Linked DNA regions of Mus musculus: region 2 is linked to region 1. A link is a contact called in public Hi-C data. All regions are on one chromosome and are shown on one strand. Each heading gives the region's core, a stretch centred on a gene start, on an enhancer-like site or on the middle of the called end of the contact. The rest is flanking DNA. Distances are from core to core; before and after follow the strand shown. Region 1 has its middle 46 kb from the start of Gm26559. Region 2 has its middle 94 kb from the start of Gm24471.

The links. A called contact is a pair of places that touch in the nucleus more often than the background predicts.
Region 2: a Hi-C map of the N1E-115 cell line shows a contact between it and region 1, with 2.0 times the contacts expected there. The contact joins two enhancer-like sites. A contact is called at or near these places in 1 of 484 Hi-C or Micro-C datasets (the N1E-115 cell line) and 4 of 115 datasets of contacts at active chromatin or transcription factors (bone marrow-derived dendritic cells, embryonic basal ganglia, embryonic stem cells and 1 more).

The regions. Positions count from the first base shown.
Region 1 is chr13:99,560,186-99,564,419 of GRCm38.p6, forward strand. No RefSeq gene overlaps it. Among named protein-coding and RNA genes, the nearest start is that of Gm26559, 46 kb to the left of the region's middle. Within about 2 kb of position 2,191, at least 31 of the 459 cell types and tissues checked have an H3K27ac peak or open chromatin away from gene starts, as enhancers often do. A contact at or near this core is called in the N1E-115 cell line, where this site is marked.
Region 2 is chr13:99,784,054-99,788,791 of GRCm38.p6, forward strand. No RefSeq gene overlaps it. Among named protein-coding and RNA genes, the nearest start is that of Gm24471, 94 kb to the left of the region's middle. Within about 2 kb of position 1,553, at least 5 of the 459 cell types and tissues checked have an H3K27ac peak or open chromatin away from gene starts, as enhancers often do. A contact at or near this core is called in the N1E-115 cell line, where this site is marked.

The DNA.
Region 1 (4,234 bases), core at 941-3,440:
AAGCCGTCTGGAGTCTGGTGGAAGTTGGGGAATCGGACTGGGCCTTCTGCTTCTTAGGAAGTATTTATGGGGGGCTGGTGAGATGGCTCAGTGGGTAAGAGCACCCGACTGCTCTTCCGAAGGTCAGGAGTTCAAATCCCAGCAACCACATGGTGGCTCACAACCATCTGTAACAAGATCTGACGCCCTCTTCTGGAGTGTCTGAAGACAGCTACAGTGTACTTACATATAATAAATAAATAAATCTTTAAAAAAAAAAAAAAAAAAAAAGGAAGTATTTATGGGATCGTTCTTGCTCCCTTAATTTACATCACAATCTGTACCTCAGCATCGCCCAGTTCATGGTCATCCTTGCCTTTGATGGACTCTGATGACCAGGTCTCCAGTGCCTTCTAATAGGGAGGGCTGTGGGTGTGCAGGAATGAACCTGAACTCTGCCCTTACCAGGAATAGACAGAAATTGCAAGAAACTCAAAGCACAGATGAAATTTCCCACTTGGTTACCCAGAAGCAAGCAGGCCCGTGAAGCTGGCCAGCTGCAGGCAGCCAAATGCTCTTCTTTTCTGTAAGACGAAAGCTTTTAGCTTGCAGATTCTGTCCAGCTGGAAGCTCCGGCAGGAATGATAAAGCAGGGCTTATGGCCAAGCCTTCTGAAAAGTAATCTCTTAAAAGCAGATGAGGAGAGACATGCGGTCTGGGGCAGCAGTGCATCTTGAGATTTCTGGGACTCTCAACCCACCCCGAGCCAGCTTGTCTCTGCTTATCTGTAAGCTTAACAATGAGACTGGGGACACATTAGACTCCTGCAACAACGGGCTTTTCCTCTTTGAATGAATGACTGCAATTGCCCTTGCTGCTGGTGAGTCTGAGCCTCACTACCCTGCCTCTTTATTCTAACCCTCCTCCTGCTCTTATTGTACTTTGCTTAATGGCAAACAGTGTCACAGTCTCAGCATGCCAGGGAGGGCAGGAGACAGGCTAGGGTTTAGATGGAGTGGCACAAGCAGGAGAGACTAGATGCTGCCTACCCCAGAGAAGGGGCAATGATCACTCAGACCCAATTCACTGCCTGTATTATTAGCAGTTTTTTTTCCCCCAAGAACACCAGAAATCTGAATTTTTATTGGGCATTTCCATATTTTAAAGTAATGTGAGCAGAGCCACTAAAGGGATTATGAGAAAGGGCTCCTTCCTTTCCATCCAGGGCAGCCATCAGGTGACCTGAGATGGATGCCCACAAGGGCATGAAGGTACACTGCTGGCAATAGTGACAGCTCTCTGCGCCCCCCCCCCCCCCCCCCGGTGGCTGCAAACGCCCAGCTCCTAAAGGCGCATCTTACAGCAAACCTGGTTAGCTCGTTTGCTGGAACTCTTCAGTCCGCCTCTGAAGAGTTGGACCCCACTGTGGGGCTTTGAGAGTCTTGAATTCTTACTGGGCGGGGGAAGATTCCACATATAAAATCTTCAAGGTTATCCTCACTGGGGAAATCCTTAAAGCTCTCAGAAGGAACCATGGGGCCCAGTGAGTCACTGAACACAAGTCCTGACTCTGGCGAGCAGCGAGAACCAGAACCAAGGGAAGGGCCACACAATTCATCTTATGGTTGGTGTGGTTCTCATGGGGCTCAATACTCTCCAGCCCCACTGTTGCCATTAGCACAAGATGTAAGTAATGTTTGTAAACATTCGTACCTAAGAAACAATTCAGGGCAGTCAAAAGAAGAAAAAAAGAGAGAAAAGAAAGAAGAACGTGGGACTCACGGATCTATACACCTTGAAGGTTTACAAATAAGGCTACCAGTTTGCAGTCTCTGCTGAAGACCACAGTGGCTAACAGCCGGGATTCTGGAATCCAATTAATTAGATTTTAACTCTGTGCCAACTGTGGGTCTAGAGTGAATTATCTAATCTTATCACCATCAATTAAAAATTTACCCACCACCATCTTTTGAGAATTAAACATGCTTACCACAATGTCAGACCTCTAGTACGCGCTCCATAAGGATGAACTGTTTCTACTCTATACTTATTTCTTTTGAAAAGACAAGTTTCTAGCTTCAAAATGCAGCTTTACAAACAACCTTTGTGCTGGAAATTGCCCAGCAACAGGCCCTGCTATGAACTGCAGAGCTGCAAGATCCGTGCAGCACTGATTGCTTCCCTGCAGCTCACCAGAGGCCAGGAAGGCAGGCCCTCCCCCACAGGGCATGCCCAGAAACTATAGATCCGGCCTTAATTACCAGCAATTAAATAGGCTTCAGCCTGCAGTGCAGAATCCGGTGCTGCTGTAGCCTCTGGAGGGCCTTTCGGGAAGGTGGCTCAGCTCTTCAGGAGCCTTCCTTACCCACACCCTACCATTTATTTAGTTCCCTCAAACTTCCCAGGTGTCAGGGAATCTGAGTTTGGTGGGTAGAGAACTTTTGGCAGCTTTGTTCTGACTAGGGTTTTCTTAGTTATAGGCGTTCTTGGAGGCAAACCTGGGCTCCTAGATTCTCTCTGGACAGTGAGAGATTAAGGCCCTGGTCTTTGCCATGATGCTCTGATTTGGGGGATGGGGGGATCAGCAAGAGGGAGTGTTCTACAACTGCAAGAAAGTGATACTTTAGCTGAAGTGGAAAAAGATAATTCAGAATAGATAGATAAATGAATAGAAAGATAGGTGATAGATAGACAGACAGATAGATAGATAGATAGATAGATAGATAGACAGACAGATACACAGTAGATAATGCATAGACAGTTAAATGTATGCTCTTCTAGTGTGGTAGAAAAAGCAGCTGTGGCAGAGGCTTTCAGCAAGTGGTGAAAGATTCAGAAAGGACACCAAGGCAAAACTGGCGGCACCCTCAGCATCTCTGGGTCTGAAGTGTCATGAGTACAGGCAAGAACCCAAGTACCTGGACTAGCCTTTTTGTTTGTCTGAGTCTCCATCTCTGACACAGGCTACTGAAACATCCAAGAAAGTCCCTTTTTCCTGGCCTTTGTTGACAGTGTGAGTCTCAGCAGAACTCTTGGTAGCCTCTGGGGAGAGCAGGCAAGTAACTGCACCTGCTCTTGGCTCTGGAGCCCCGAGGCTGAATGAAGTTGGCTCTTGGAGCAGCTGAGTGGCCTCCATCCAAGCCCTAAGGTTTCAGCGAGCCTCTGCAAGGCAAGCAGGAACTTCCCTGGTTTCTGTTTCACAGTCAGGTTTATTGTATCTTGGTTGCAATTCACTACTTATTTTCACTAGTCATTAATGACTCTGAGTGCCTGTTGTTTTACACACACACACACACACACACACACACACACACACACACACACACACACACAGAGAGAGAGAGAGAGAGAGAGAGAGAGAGAGAGAGAGAGAGAGAGAGAGAATTGTATAAAAATTAAAATGGAGGTTTAAAGTAGCTTCCTTGTTAATGCAAATCTTATCTCTTAGTATGTTTTTATATAAGTGATACCAGGCCAAAAGAAAAGCAAAACCAAAACAACACAACACAAGACAAAACAAAACACCTCCCCACTGCTTGACCAGTGTGTAACCTGTGGCAGAAAATTCTTGTCCTTTTTATTTCCCTTTTTAACCAGATGATGAATTGGTTGATGAACCCTTGCTTCACTGAGCCTCTGTGGGATGCATTTCTTTGGTGTTTCACCCATCTGTCCTGTTCTGCAGTGTCACTAGCTGTCACCAAATGACAGACCTACAATCTCACTAAGTGTATTCATCCACCTAAGAGAAGGGCAATGTTTGTGCGTAGCCAGCTCTCTCAAGTTCCAGCCTTAGGAACCATGGCAGACAAGTCAGACACAGCATCACGGTAAGAAACAGTAGAAGTCAGCTGCAGAGCCTGGGAAGTTGCTCTGAGCCTCCATTCAAGGCTTGAATACCCACAAGGGTGTTATGTACTGATTGGAGGTGTTTAGGGTAAATTCAGCGAAGTACATAGACAAGCCAGAAAATGTTATGTGGATAACCTTTCACCGATGTCACAAATGGGGTCACGCCCAACTGGTGGAAAAATTTGTTGTGTTGGCAATGTTAAGATTGACTCTACAAACTAGCTATTCCTCATTGTATCACATCCAGTGGGTCCTGAATTTCTACTGCGTAGAACTGGGGAGTTGGCTTTCTTCATTTTTTCGTTTCCTCAGTTGCTGAATTAAAGGGTTATTCTAGATACACCCTGAAATTCTTTCCAGTCACAAGATCCTGAACTGTAAAAAAATCTCCTTGGTCTATTCT
Region 2 (4,738 bases), core at 303-2,802, 220 kb after region 1:
AAGGGTTCTCTTTTAGAGCCTTCGGAGTGAGCACGGCCCTATTGACATCTTGTTTTCAGGTGTGCAGCTTCCTGAACTTTGAAACAATAACTACCAGTTGTTTTAAGCCACCAGTATATGGCAGATTCTCATAACAGCCCTGAGAAACTGCTTTACTACCACCACATGCATGCACACCAGCACACACACACACACACACACACACACACACACACACACATCACACACACACTATCTTTTGTAGCCTAGTGCCCTGGTAAGATGCTGTTGCAAGTAAGAATGTGTTTCAGAAGAAAGAGTAGGAAAATGAAGAGATGAATAACTATGGGTTATGGGTTTCTTCCAAGTGTAGAAGAAAGGTGGTTTCATGTGAACAGGTCAGTCAGCACAGGTTGAAACTCTTCCAGCACAGCCGTTGCCCAACCCAGACACAACTACCTAAAAATAAACCAGGACTCTCCAGGTGTGGGTGGAAAGTGTGCAATCTTGCCAGCCTTGGTAATTGCTTGAGGAGCTGTGGTTCTCCAGCACAAATTGGCACATGGTATTTTTTTCATTGATTTGCTTGGTGAATAGCTATGCTGATTTTACATAGCAGCTACAAAACCCATTTCTAAAATAGCGAGGCTGCCTCCTAAAAGCATATCCTATTACCAAGTTCACAGTGTTCTTGGGTCATGGGTGGGGGAAAGAAGAGCCTGCATCTTCCGTCTCATCTTTTCTGCAACTTGTGGGTCTGTGAGCTATTTTGGTCCACTTAGCTCCTACCCAGAATATTTGGGCCTGGTTTTTGCTTCAAGGGTCATCCTTGTCTTACAATGGGTTCCTAACATCCAACAGAAAGGCTTAGGAGTGGGTAAGTAGGCAAAAAGAGATGGTGTTTTTCTGGGCATGTGGAAGGGTATATAAAGTAAAGCGATGGTTTCTACAAGTACTGTGAGCTTTACTGTATCTGAGAATTGAAGATATGGTCTGATGCTTGCACAGTAACTTCTAACACTGAGCTGTGTGTATGGCCCCAGCTAAAGTACTAGGGGTTTTAAAACCCTGGTGCTAAAGAAACCCAGGCTCCTGAGCTGGAACCAACAGTCTGTTTGTTCATTTCATCATTAGCAACATTTCTCCAAGAAAGTGAATTTTAGAATAGCAAAGCACAGTAAGCCATCAGAGCCTAAGCTAGAGCCATTTTGATTCGGACATCAGAGAGAATCGGTACTACAGCTGTCAGTTTGGCCTGGTCCAAAGGCCCACCCACTTAGTGTCCAAAGGCCCACCCACTTAGTGTCCAAAGGCCCACCCACTTAGTGTCCAAAGGCAAACCCACTTAGTGTCCAAAGGCAAACCCACTTAGTGTCCAAAGGCAAACCCACTTAGTGGTAGGGCAATCGAACTTCTAACCCATGGCTCCTTCCATGGTAACTAGGACATATGTTGAGTAATAATAATCACTTCTCTTTCATCTTTAGCAGTAAGAAAGTCTGCATGCTGGCCAGCACTCCCTCCTACGGCACATGTCCCTCCCTCCCAGTCAAAACCTCACTGCCTCTTCCAATGATATCGCCTCATGTCAAAGACTGGCAGAGAGGTAAGCCTATCAGATGCTGAATTTCTCTACTGAAGTCTTGCAAGGCCAAGCACATGATCTTTTTTTTTTTTAAACCCACTTCAAGCTGTCTCAGGAGGCCTGGCCGAGAAAGGCAGAGTAGCCTTGAGTTCAATGTGTGACATGGTCTGCCCTAAGCCTGCTTCTCAGAAGGTGTGGCTTCAGGGCTCATCGTTGTATTTCTGTGCCTGTGTCTCCTCTCTGACACAAGCCCAGAAAAGGGCAGAGGCAGTAACCAGGCAGCAACTGCACATTTATGGGTTCTGCCGGAGGTGATTTTTTTTCTCCCTCATCAAAATGCATTACCATAAAGACGGTAGCTTTTCTCATTAATAACTGCGACAGTGACCGGCCTTCCTCGTTTATCAACTTATGGCTCATGCAAAACTGTCAAGTGATCTAATACGATTAGGAGCTGTTTGCAAGCATTTCCTATCTCAGCCTCCTTCCAGACAACCCAGGAGACAGCCTGGCTTTTACCGTTACACGAAGCTGACTAATTGTTACAGAATCTTCACAGTTGTGAAGAATCAGAAGGCACAAAGGCATCTCAAGATGTCAACTGGAGATGTCAAGATGTCAATGGAGGAGCTAGAGAAAGGACCCAAGGAGCTAAAGGGGTTTGCAGACCCATAGGAGGAACAACAATATGAACCAACCAGTACCCCCAGAGCTCCCAGGGACTAAGCCACCAACCAAAGAGTACACAAGGAGGGACTCAAGGCTTTAGCCACATATGTAGCAGAGAATGGCCTTGTGGGACCTCAATGAGAGGAGAGGCCCTTGGCCTTGTGAAGGCTCAATGCCCCGGTGTAGGGGAATGCCAGGACAGGGAAGCAGGAGTGGGTGGGTTAGTGAGCAGGGAGAGGAGATGGGATAGGGGGATTTTCAGAAGGGAAATGAGGAAAGGGGATAAAATTTGAAATGTAAATAAAGAAAATTTCTAATTAAAAACTGAAAATAAAAATAAAAAAGATGTCAACCGGCTCATTCTGACTCTACACACATGCAAATGCAAGCCATTTAGGATGTACCTACCTGCGTGGCCACAGCTCTGAGGAGTTATACAAACATAACCAATGGAGCTGTCGTGCCTTAAGAGCTGTATGAGCATATCAGCTACTAAGGAGTAAGTATTGCTCCCAACTCACAGATGGATAAATCAAGGTCAGAGAAGTACAAAAACTTACCCAAATAAGAAGCATAGGTGAGATTTAACCAAACGTTGTTCCTGGAGGGTCTTAGTGACTAAAAGAATTGTGGGACTGGGGTGTTAGTTTTTTATTTGTTGTTTCTTTAGACAGAGTTTCCAAATATAGCTCAGGCTAGTCTTACTATTTAGCCCAGGCTGGCCTTGAGTTCACCATCCTCCGGAGTGTTAGGATTACATATATGTGCCCCCACATCCAAAGAAGCACATCTGCACTGTTCTATCCACATGGTCCCATGGCATGTTTCTTCAAACATACCAAATATTTTGAGTACTTATAAACCATACATTCTGAAGTGGTACTGACAAAGAACTGCAGCCTACAGGAATTTTCAAATGATAAAAACCAGACGTTAAAATCTAGGTCTCCCCATAGCATAACAGCCTCTCGTGGAACCCCACGTGAGCACTGCCCAGTTAAGGCCTTAGTTTGTACTGATAATGTGATATACCATAAGGACTCATTCCAAGAACTTGTACTAAGTTCTCCTTTCTAAACGTTAACGTGAAATTTAGCTGTCCAAATAATACTTGAGTGTGAGGATTTTCAAAAGTTTGTTTAAAGTGAGAACTTTGAAGTCTCTGAGAATTCCTGGGAATGTTAATGTATTGTCCCTGAATCTCCATGAGAGGTAACTTGCCAAGGATTTGAAAACACTGAGAAACTTGGTTTCTCACCACATAATTCTAAAGAATATCATTGTTGCTGAATAAATGTACTTTAAACACTAATCTCTCTCTCCCTCTCTGCCTGTCTCTCTCTCTGCCTGTCTCTCTCTCTGCCTGTTTCTCTCACTCTGTCTCTCTCTGTCTCTGTCTCTCTCTCTGCCTGTCTCTCTCACTCTGTCTCTCTCTCTCTCTGTCTCTCTCTCTCTTTCTCTCTCTCCCTCATCCCCTCCCCCTCTCACTGTCCCATTTCTTTCAATCAATTAGATCCTGTCAACTCTCTTTGTCACTTACCCTTGTTTTTTCCCACCCCCTCCTATGAGGAAGCTCTTCCTCAAAGGTCTAATTTTGATGCCTCTCATCGCAGGGTTTGTCCACTCTCTTTCATTTGGTCTCCAAGGAAAGACGAACAGATGCTTCTTTAAAAAAAAAAAGTGTGGTTGAAATTCACTGACTGCCTCTGTGTGTGAGAGAGGAGGGCAGATGGAGACAGAGAGAGGAGATGGAGACAGAGAGAGGAGGGCAGATGGAAACAGAGAGAGGAGACGGAGACAGAGAGACAGAGAGAGGTTTCTAAGCACAGGAAGGAAGTCCATCTTCCCATCTCAGCTTCTCTACATATTCGGGTTGCACTGGCTGCGTGAAGTGTCACAGGCAAAACTAGAAGACTTTGAGTGACATTTATACCTTCGCAAGGTGCCAGCGACACTTCTTGCTGGATGAATAAACAGTCTCTTCTCCTTGTGGCCTATGATTCACAGCCAGACTGATGGAAGCCGAGAACTTTAACATAACATCCCAGCAGTGAGTAGTGAAGACTTAAGGAAACCTCAGAGAACCATTTGTCTCTGAAATTTAAAAAAAAAAAAAGTCTTCCAGGAATTACCTGAATTGACTTCACCAGAAGCAGCTAAAATACGGCTTTGAGGGCAAATGCGTTATTTCTAAATAAAGGACTCATTTCTTTTTTTTTTTTTTTCCATTTTTTATTAGGTATTTAGCTCATTTACATTTCCAATGCTATACCAAAAGTCCCCCATACCCACCCACCCCCACTCCCCTACCCACTAACTCCCCCTTTTTGGGCCCTGGCGTTCCCCTGTACTGGGGCATATAAAATTTGCGTGTCCAATGGGCCTCTCTTTCCAGTGATGGCCGACTAGGCCATCTTTTGATACATATGCAGCTAGAGTCAAGAGCTCCGGGGTACTGGTTAGTTCATAATGTTGTTCCACCTAGAGGGTTGCAGATCCCTTTAG